Regions from separate parts of the Rattus norvegicus genome. Here region 1 is linked to region 2. The links are chromatin contacts, called in public Hi-C maps. All regions are on one chromosome and are shown on one strand. Each heading gives the region's core, a stretch centred on a gene start, on an enhancer-like site or on the middle of the called end of the contact. The rest is flanking DNA. Distances are from core to core; before and after follow the strand shown. Region 1 holds the start of Vcpkmt (valosin containing protein lysine methyltransferase). Region 2 holds the start of Dnaaf2 (dynein, axonemal, assembly factor 2).

Evidence for each region. Hi-C and Micro-C count contacts between places; a contact is called where the count stands out from the background.
Region 1: a Hi-C map of liver shows a contact between it and region 2, with 4 times the contacts expected there. The contact joins the promoter of Vcpkmt here to the promoter of Dnaaf2 in region 2. A contact is called at or near these places in 6 of 12 Hi-C or Micro-C datasets (the Rat2 cell line, Schwann cells, frontal cortex and 3 more).

What each region holds. Positions count from the first base shown.
Region 1 is chr6:93,776,434-93,780,102 of GRCr8, reverse strand. Vcpkmt (valosin containing protein lysine methyltransferase) reads left to right here and starts at 1,703. Exons shown (of 5, transcript XM_063262661.1): 1 at 1,703-2,416; 2 at 2,520-2,625; 3 at 2,795-2,864. The coding sequence starts at 2,564. It overlaps Sos2 (SOS Ras/Rho guanine nucleotide exchange factor 2), which reads left to right. Exons shown (of 23, transcript NM_001135561.1): 23 at 1-1,132.
Region 2 is chr6:93,404,199-93,407,623 of GRCr8, reverse strand. Dnaaf2 (dynein, axonemal, assembly factor 2) reads left to right here and starts at 1,301. Exons shown (of 3, transcript NM_001014197.4): 1 at 1,301-3,174. The coding sequence starts at 1,369. It also overlaps a transcript of Klhdc1 not described here.

The sequences.
Region 1 (3,669 bases), core at 454-2,953, 370 kb before region 2:
TTCCAGGACAGCCAGGGCTACACAGAAAAACCTTGTCTCAAAAAGTCAAAACCAAAACAAAAAGAAAAGAATCTGAAATACTAAAATGCAAAAGCCCCTCCTCACCGTGGCCCTCAGGGGATCAGTAGCACTGCCTGATCAGCTCCTCCGTGCTGCCCAAGGCCAGTATAACGAATCTGTATTGCACTGTACTCTGCTAGAACATGGCTGAGAACGTTTCTGACTGCACTGACAGGGGCTAGCCTCGAGGGAGCTCTCAGGCCTGAGTGATAGATGCCTTTTTAAGACAATGAATTTACGCAGATCCAGAGGATGTGTGGTGGTATTACTGGTTTTTAACCCTCTGACCACCTTCTAGCTTTTAACTTCGTTTGGTTTTTACATCTAGGAGAATTATGAATAATACCCACTGTTCTTAAACTCTTTGAGGCCATGTCTTAAATGTCAGTATTTGCTGCTGAAGACAAAACGGAAAATAGAATGAAATAATAGAATGCACTGTGTTTATTATTTTGGTAAGATTATAAACAACTCTGTATAACCTGATTACAGAAGGGCATGTATCTCATTAAGATGTGCCTTTTGTTTTGCAGTGTGTGGTGTCTTTAGCTAATGATTTGCCTATTGTTTGGGAAAACAAAATTAATATGCCATATATGTACAGTTTATTTATATTGTATATATTTAAAGAAAATGCTAATAACCTATATAAATGTAAGTGACTTGAGGCCTATAATACAATCTGCTATTTTACTAATTTGTAAGTCCAGAACAAAAGTTTCTTATGGCATAAGAACCAACTGCCATCTGCCTTGTCTTCACACCTATTAACTGTCTTTAATCTCGTGTTAACTGAAATTTTTAAAGTTTTTCCAGATTAGTAATATTTAAACAGAAAATACTTTAAAAGCTTTATTAAATTTTTTTTTTAATCAGACAGGATAAAGCTTTTCCCATTTGGATACTCTCGTTCAAAGTGATCAACGTATGTTGTGCTGATAGTGCAGTAGCCCCCATTGTAAAGTAGCCAAAAGCCATGTTGTTTATCTACTGGTCTGTGGCCTTCTACTGTGCTTTGCATCAGAGTTCTTAACAAGGTTAATAAATCACCTCAGTCTTAATTTGTAAAAGACTTGCAATGTCGTTTTTATCACAAAGAACTAGAAGAAGCTGGGTGTAGTGGGGAACACCTGTAATCGCAGCACTTGGGAGATTAAAGACTGAAGCACTGAAGTTCAAAGCGAGACTCAACTACTTGGAGAGTTTGAACCTACTTGGGATACAGAAGACCATCCTGAAAACAAAAAACAACAAAGCTGAAAGAAATGTAGAAAAATGAATATCTTATCGTGTGTGTGTGTGTGTGTGTGTGTGTGTGTGTGTGTGTGTTGCATACCAGAAGACCATCCTGAAAACAAAAAACAACAAAGCTGAAAGAAATGTAGAAAAATGAATATCTTATCGTGTGTGTGTGTGTGTGTGTGTGTGTGTGTGTTGCATACCAGAAGACCATCCTGAAAACAAAAAACAACAAAGCTGAAAGAAATGTAGAAAAATGAATATCTTATCGTGTGTGTGTGTGTGTGTGTGTGTGTGTGTGTGTGTGTGTGTGTGTGTTGCATACCAGAGATCCAATTGGAAAGTCAAGCCAACATGCAGGTCTCTCCTACTATCTGAGTCCTGGAACTCAGGTACTTGGTCTTACTGGTCATCTTTTGGCTCTGTGGGATTTAAATGTTAGAGGATTAACCTTTCTTTTCAGTTAAAAGCAAGTAGCACGTTCCAAGCCACCACTTTTATGCACTCATATAACAAAGAAGCACAGTACAAAAACTTCTTGAATGTAACCATTTTTGGTAGGACCTGGGTAGCTGCCTAGATTTATAGTCAACAGCTGTGAGTGAGCTATGGAAAAAGCACTGTCGTTTGCTTAAAGAGCGCTTAAAGAGCTGATCAAAGTAGCAGGCAGCTGGGCCACTCCCAGGTAGATTCTGCGGGTTTCTACCGCCTTCCGGGCTTTGAGAGTCACGCATGCGCTTTGAACAACCGCTTTGCCGCTGGGAAGTACGGGTCCTGCGTGAGCGTGACGTCAGCACGTACCGCAGCCTGTGGCGGGCAGGAGCTGGAATATCGTCCGCCGAGGAGCGGGAATACCGTCCGTCGTGGAGCCGGAGGTGGAGGATCCGCTCTGGAGCTTTGTGCGGGTTCTGGAGAAGCGAGATGGGACCGCGCTTCGACTGCAGCAGTACGGCTCCGGAGGCGTGGGTTGCGTTGTGTGGGACGCCGCCATCGTCCTTGCCAAATACCTGGAGACGCCGGGGTTTTCTGGCGATGGGGCCCACGCTCTGAGTCGGCGCTCGGTGCTGGAACTGGGTTCCGGCACGGGGGCCGTGGGGCTCATGGCTGCGACCCTCGGGTAAGAGCTGGCGGGAAGGCATCAGTTCACCGGCGGGAAGGCGTCAGGTCACCGGCGTGCAGCCGTGCGCCTGTACCTCAATCGAGGTTGTTTTTTAGGGCAGATGTTATAGTCACTGATCTTGAGGAGCTACAAGACTTGCTGAAAATGAATATTAATATGAACAAGCATCTTGTGACTGGTTCTGTTCAAGCCAAGGTACTGAAATGGTTTGTATGGCCTTTCAGCTTGTTTTAAGATAACCGCTTACTTGTGCTTTAAATGGCATTTTGCACAACGCATGCTTAATATGATGGAAAGTTTCTGCTTTTCGTTTCTAAAATGAACACTTTAAGTCGTCAGAGCATCAGTTAAAGACATATGTTTGACATTTTTAAGGGGTGATGACATAGAAGACTTGATGTCACCAGACTACATATTAATGGCGGACTGCATATACTATGAGGAGGTGAGTATGAAGCCAGCTAGTAGTTGAACTGTGTTGTCCTGAAGCCCACAGCTCTCCGTAGTTTCACACCTCCAGGTGTGGGATATTTTTCTGTAGGTGATGAGGCAAGTAAGAGAAGACAAATTATCAAGGGCAACACAATCTTACAATTCAGGATAAGCATACAGGCCTGTGAGTGGTGGTTTGGAGGCTTTTTGTAAAACTTTAAAAGGATTTTCCGGTTTGGATAAATTCTGGAAAACTAAGATACCTTCTGTTTGTTCATTTGTTTTTTCTTTCCTTTTTTTTCTTACCTTTCCCATTGACTGCTAACCATGACATTGAAAATTAGTTAAGATGCAAATTGGCTCACTCCTAGAGTCCCAGCACTTCTGATTGTCATAAATGCTAGGCCAGCATGGATCACAGATGAGACTCCAAAATTAATTAGTTAATTCTCTGTCAAGATTTTAATAGACTTGTGGAATGGTTTTCTTTACATATTAGTTTACTCAGTGTTGGGCAGTACTTAGTTTTAAATTAATGCCTTGAGCCATCTGACCTTCAAATTTGGGTCAGCAGTTAAGAGCACACACTTCTTCCAGAGGATCCAAGTTCAATTCCAAGCCAACCTTTAGGGTCGGGCTGACTTGTAGAATAAATTGTTGATTTATAAATTTTATTTATAAACTGTTCATAATTATTCACAATTATGAATAAATTGTGTTTAAATACCACATTAACTTAGATGAAATGTAATTAGACTTCTAAGACTTGAGCCTAGCTAGGTGTGATCGTATAGCTTGTGCAACCCCAGCACTTGAGA
Region 2 (3,425 bases), core at 52-2,551:
CCAGCCCTTTCAAGCTCCATTACTCAAATGGAGACATCCGATGGACAGTTGGACGAGTCTAGAGTTTAGAATGTGAAACAGAAGTTGGTTATTTGAGTTTCATTTACTTGTTTTGGTTTTCCAAGGCAGGGTTTCTTTGTGTAGCCTCGATTTTTCTGGAACTTGCTTCCAGGCTGGCCAGGAACTCAGATCCTCCTGCCTGTGCCTCTGAGTGCTGGGTTAACGGTGTGAGTCACTGCTCTGGCCAAGTATATATATTTAATTTGTGAAAGAGATGGCCTGTCGGAGATGAGATGCCATCCAAGTCTTGGGACACTCTACTTAAAATCGAACAGAGGAAGGCCTGCAGCTTGGGGGAGAGAATGCTTGTCTTGTACGTGTCAAGCCCTGGGTTTGGTTCTGTGACATTCCCTTCCACAAAAAAGGATGAGTTAAGAGAGAAGCCAGGAAAAGCTCTTGTTATTGAAGTAATGCCAGTGTAAACTGCTAAATGCTGCACAGACAAAACCGGTGTGGGACTGACCAGCTATCAGTACATAACCATACTCTGGGATAGCTCAGGGTAGAGCTCATGCCACAGGTGGGACGTCCTGGGTCCCACACCTAGCCCTATAACAAAACAAAGTTTCTATAGTCTGGCGCTAAAACTCCATTATCTAACTACAGTGTCTGCTGCATTAGTTCCTTGTGGAGCACTGTTAGAGACGACAGAATCAATCTAAGGATATGTGGTTTAAAAAAAATAAGTGAAGTTATAATTCTATTCTCAACCCAGGGAAATTGATCAGGACAAAGTCTATAATTTTGCTAAGTGATTTATGAGATCTGACATTTACATTACAAAAAGTGAACACCTTTCCAGTGCTTACTGGGCTCTGGGATCTGCTTGGGGAGTCATTTTTTTGCCCCCAAGGGTTTCTGAGGGACAACTATGAGGTGAAATACCTGAAAATGGAAAGGGCTTAAACATTGGTTCTGCAAAGTGCAAAGAGTCAGATAAAGTTAGGTTTGAGAATTGTAGCCTTGGCTAGAAAACTTCTCACTTGTCTGTGAAATTAAACAGTTAATAAGACACAGCCACAGCGCTGAAAACGAGGACAATTACCATGACAGACTGCAAAACACACGTATCCTGACGCAGTAGTTTAAAGCACGGAACAGGGGAGCCTATTTCTAGCAATTTCCACTAGATCACTGCCCCTCCTCCTGGGTGTTACCATGGCAACAAAGCACGCGCTGCCCTGATAATTCAGCCGTTACCTTTCTGAGCTGGTCAGTTCCTCATGAACCTGACTCTGAAGCGCATCCTAGACACTCGGTTCACGTTGATTCTTCACTGGGTCTGGGTGAGGGGCCGCGTGGGTCACCATGGCCAAGACGGCAGCCTCTTCAGCGCTGGAAGACTTGGATCTGAGCGGAGAGGAGGTGCAACGGCTTACCTCCGCTTTTCAGGACCCAGAGTTCCGCCGAATGTTCTCCGACTACGCCGCGGAGATCACGGACCCTGAGAACCGGAGGCGCTACGAGGAGGAGATCACAGCACTGGAGAGGGAGCGTGGGGTGGAGGTGCGGTTCGTGCACCCTGAGCCGGGCCACGTGCTGCGTACCAGCTTAGACGGGGAGCATCGCTGCTTCGTCAACGTGTGCAGCAACTCACTGGTAGGCGCGCCCAGCAGCCGGCCAGGCCCCGGGCGTGGCGGCACGGCGGCCGGCAGCCACTGGTCCCTGCCCTATAGCCTGGCCCCGGGCCGCCAGTATGCGGGCCGCAACGGTAATCGCTACACCGTCTACGACGTGGTCTTCCACCCGGAAGCGCTTGCGCTGGCCAGGAGCCACGAGCGCTTCCGCGAAATGCTGGACGCCACGGCCCTGGAGGCGGTGGAGCAGCAGTTCGGCGTCAGGCTGGACCGCAGGAACGCCAAGACCCTGAAGATCAAGTACAAGGGGACGCCGGAGGCCGCAGTGCTCCGCACGCCCCTTCCCGAGGGCGTCCGGGCTCAGCCCGAGGGGGAGCTGCCAGGGCTTCTCCCGTACCCACCATACCCGTACCATTACCCCGCGGCTGCGGAGAGCACCGCCCGCTCGCCCGCGTCCCCGGCTCCCAAGGCTGTGCAGCGCCCGGAGCCCACCGAACCGCGCTGCTCCGTGGTGCAGCGCCACCACGTGGACCTCCAGGATTACCGTTGCTCGCGCGACGCGGCCCCAAGCACCGTGCCGCACGAGTTGGTGGTCACCATCGAGCTGCCGCTGCTGCGCTCGGCCGAGCGGGCGGAGCTGGAGGTGAAGGGGAAGCTGCTGTGCCTAGATTCCAGAAACCCCGACTACCGACTGCGGCTCTCGCTGCCGTACCCGGTGGACGACGGCCGCGGCAGGGCACAGTACAATAAGGCGCGGCGGCAGCTGGTAGTCACGCTGCCGGTGGCGCTGGCGGTCGCGCGCCAGGACTTCTCGACGACACCGGAAGGGCCTACGGCCGAGACCGGAACTGACAATATAGCCTGCACTTCCGCGGGCGATCTTGCCGGGGCTCGGGAAGAGTCTGCAGATAGTTCTGGAGCTGACCACGGGAGAAAGAGCTGTGTGGTAGCCCCAGATGCCGGGACTGCAAAAGCTGAAGGGGAGCTCGTTCCCGAGCCGGAGCAGGACTTCGGAGGGGACTCAGTGACACCACTAGGCCCCGGGGAAGGGACAACTCCTGAGAACCGAAGCCTCCTTTATTCTGCTTTCCAGAGCGGCGACGCTGAATCCCTTGCGGAAAGATCGGGAGTGTACGGAGACCTCAGTGTCCAGACTAGTGAGGAACAGGAGGGGACCTGCCACGACACCTCGGGCTCAGACATGGGTGGCCCGGGAACGGAGAGCATCAAACCCTTGTGCCCTCCTTTACAGTGTAATCAGGATGAAGACTCCTTGACTTTGCTCATCCAAGTGCCTGGGATTCAGCCGCAAAGTCTTCACGGGGATCTGAGTCCCTTCAGTTACGAACTGTGCTTCTCCACACAAGACTCAGGTTACTCCTTCACTTTGCAGTTTGCTCCGGAAAATAAGTTGAGTACCAAAGAACCTGCGATTAGCATTTCTTTAAACAATGCTGTCATAGTACTGGCAAAATCTCCAGAGAGCCACGGACTTTGGCGAGAGTGGTATTGGGGCTTGAACAAGGATTCTTTGGAGGTAACCGTTCTCACTATTTGAAATACTCTTATCTTACTATAAACATTTTTGTTACATGGACATAAATATTTTCTATTCGTTCATATAATAGTGCAGGTTAAGCTCATTCGCAAAGCGAAGATTGCACATGTTCTAAAGATGCACTTCAAGTCTTCAGGGTTGTTTTGGGGTCCACCGACTGACTAGAGAAAACTGGATTTTAGTGACTCCTAGACTTCTGGAAACTTATGCAAGAAAATTGAGGGTTCTAT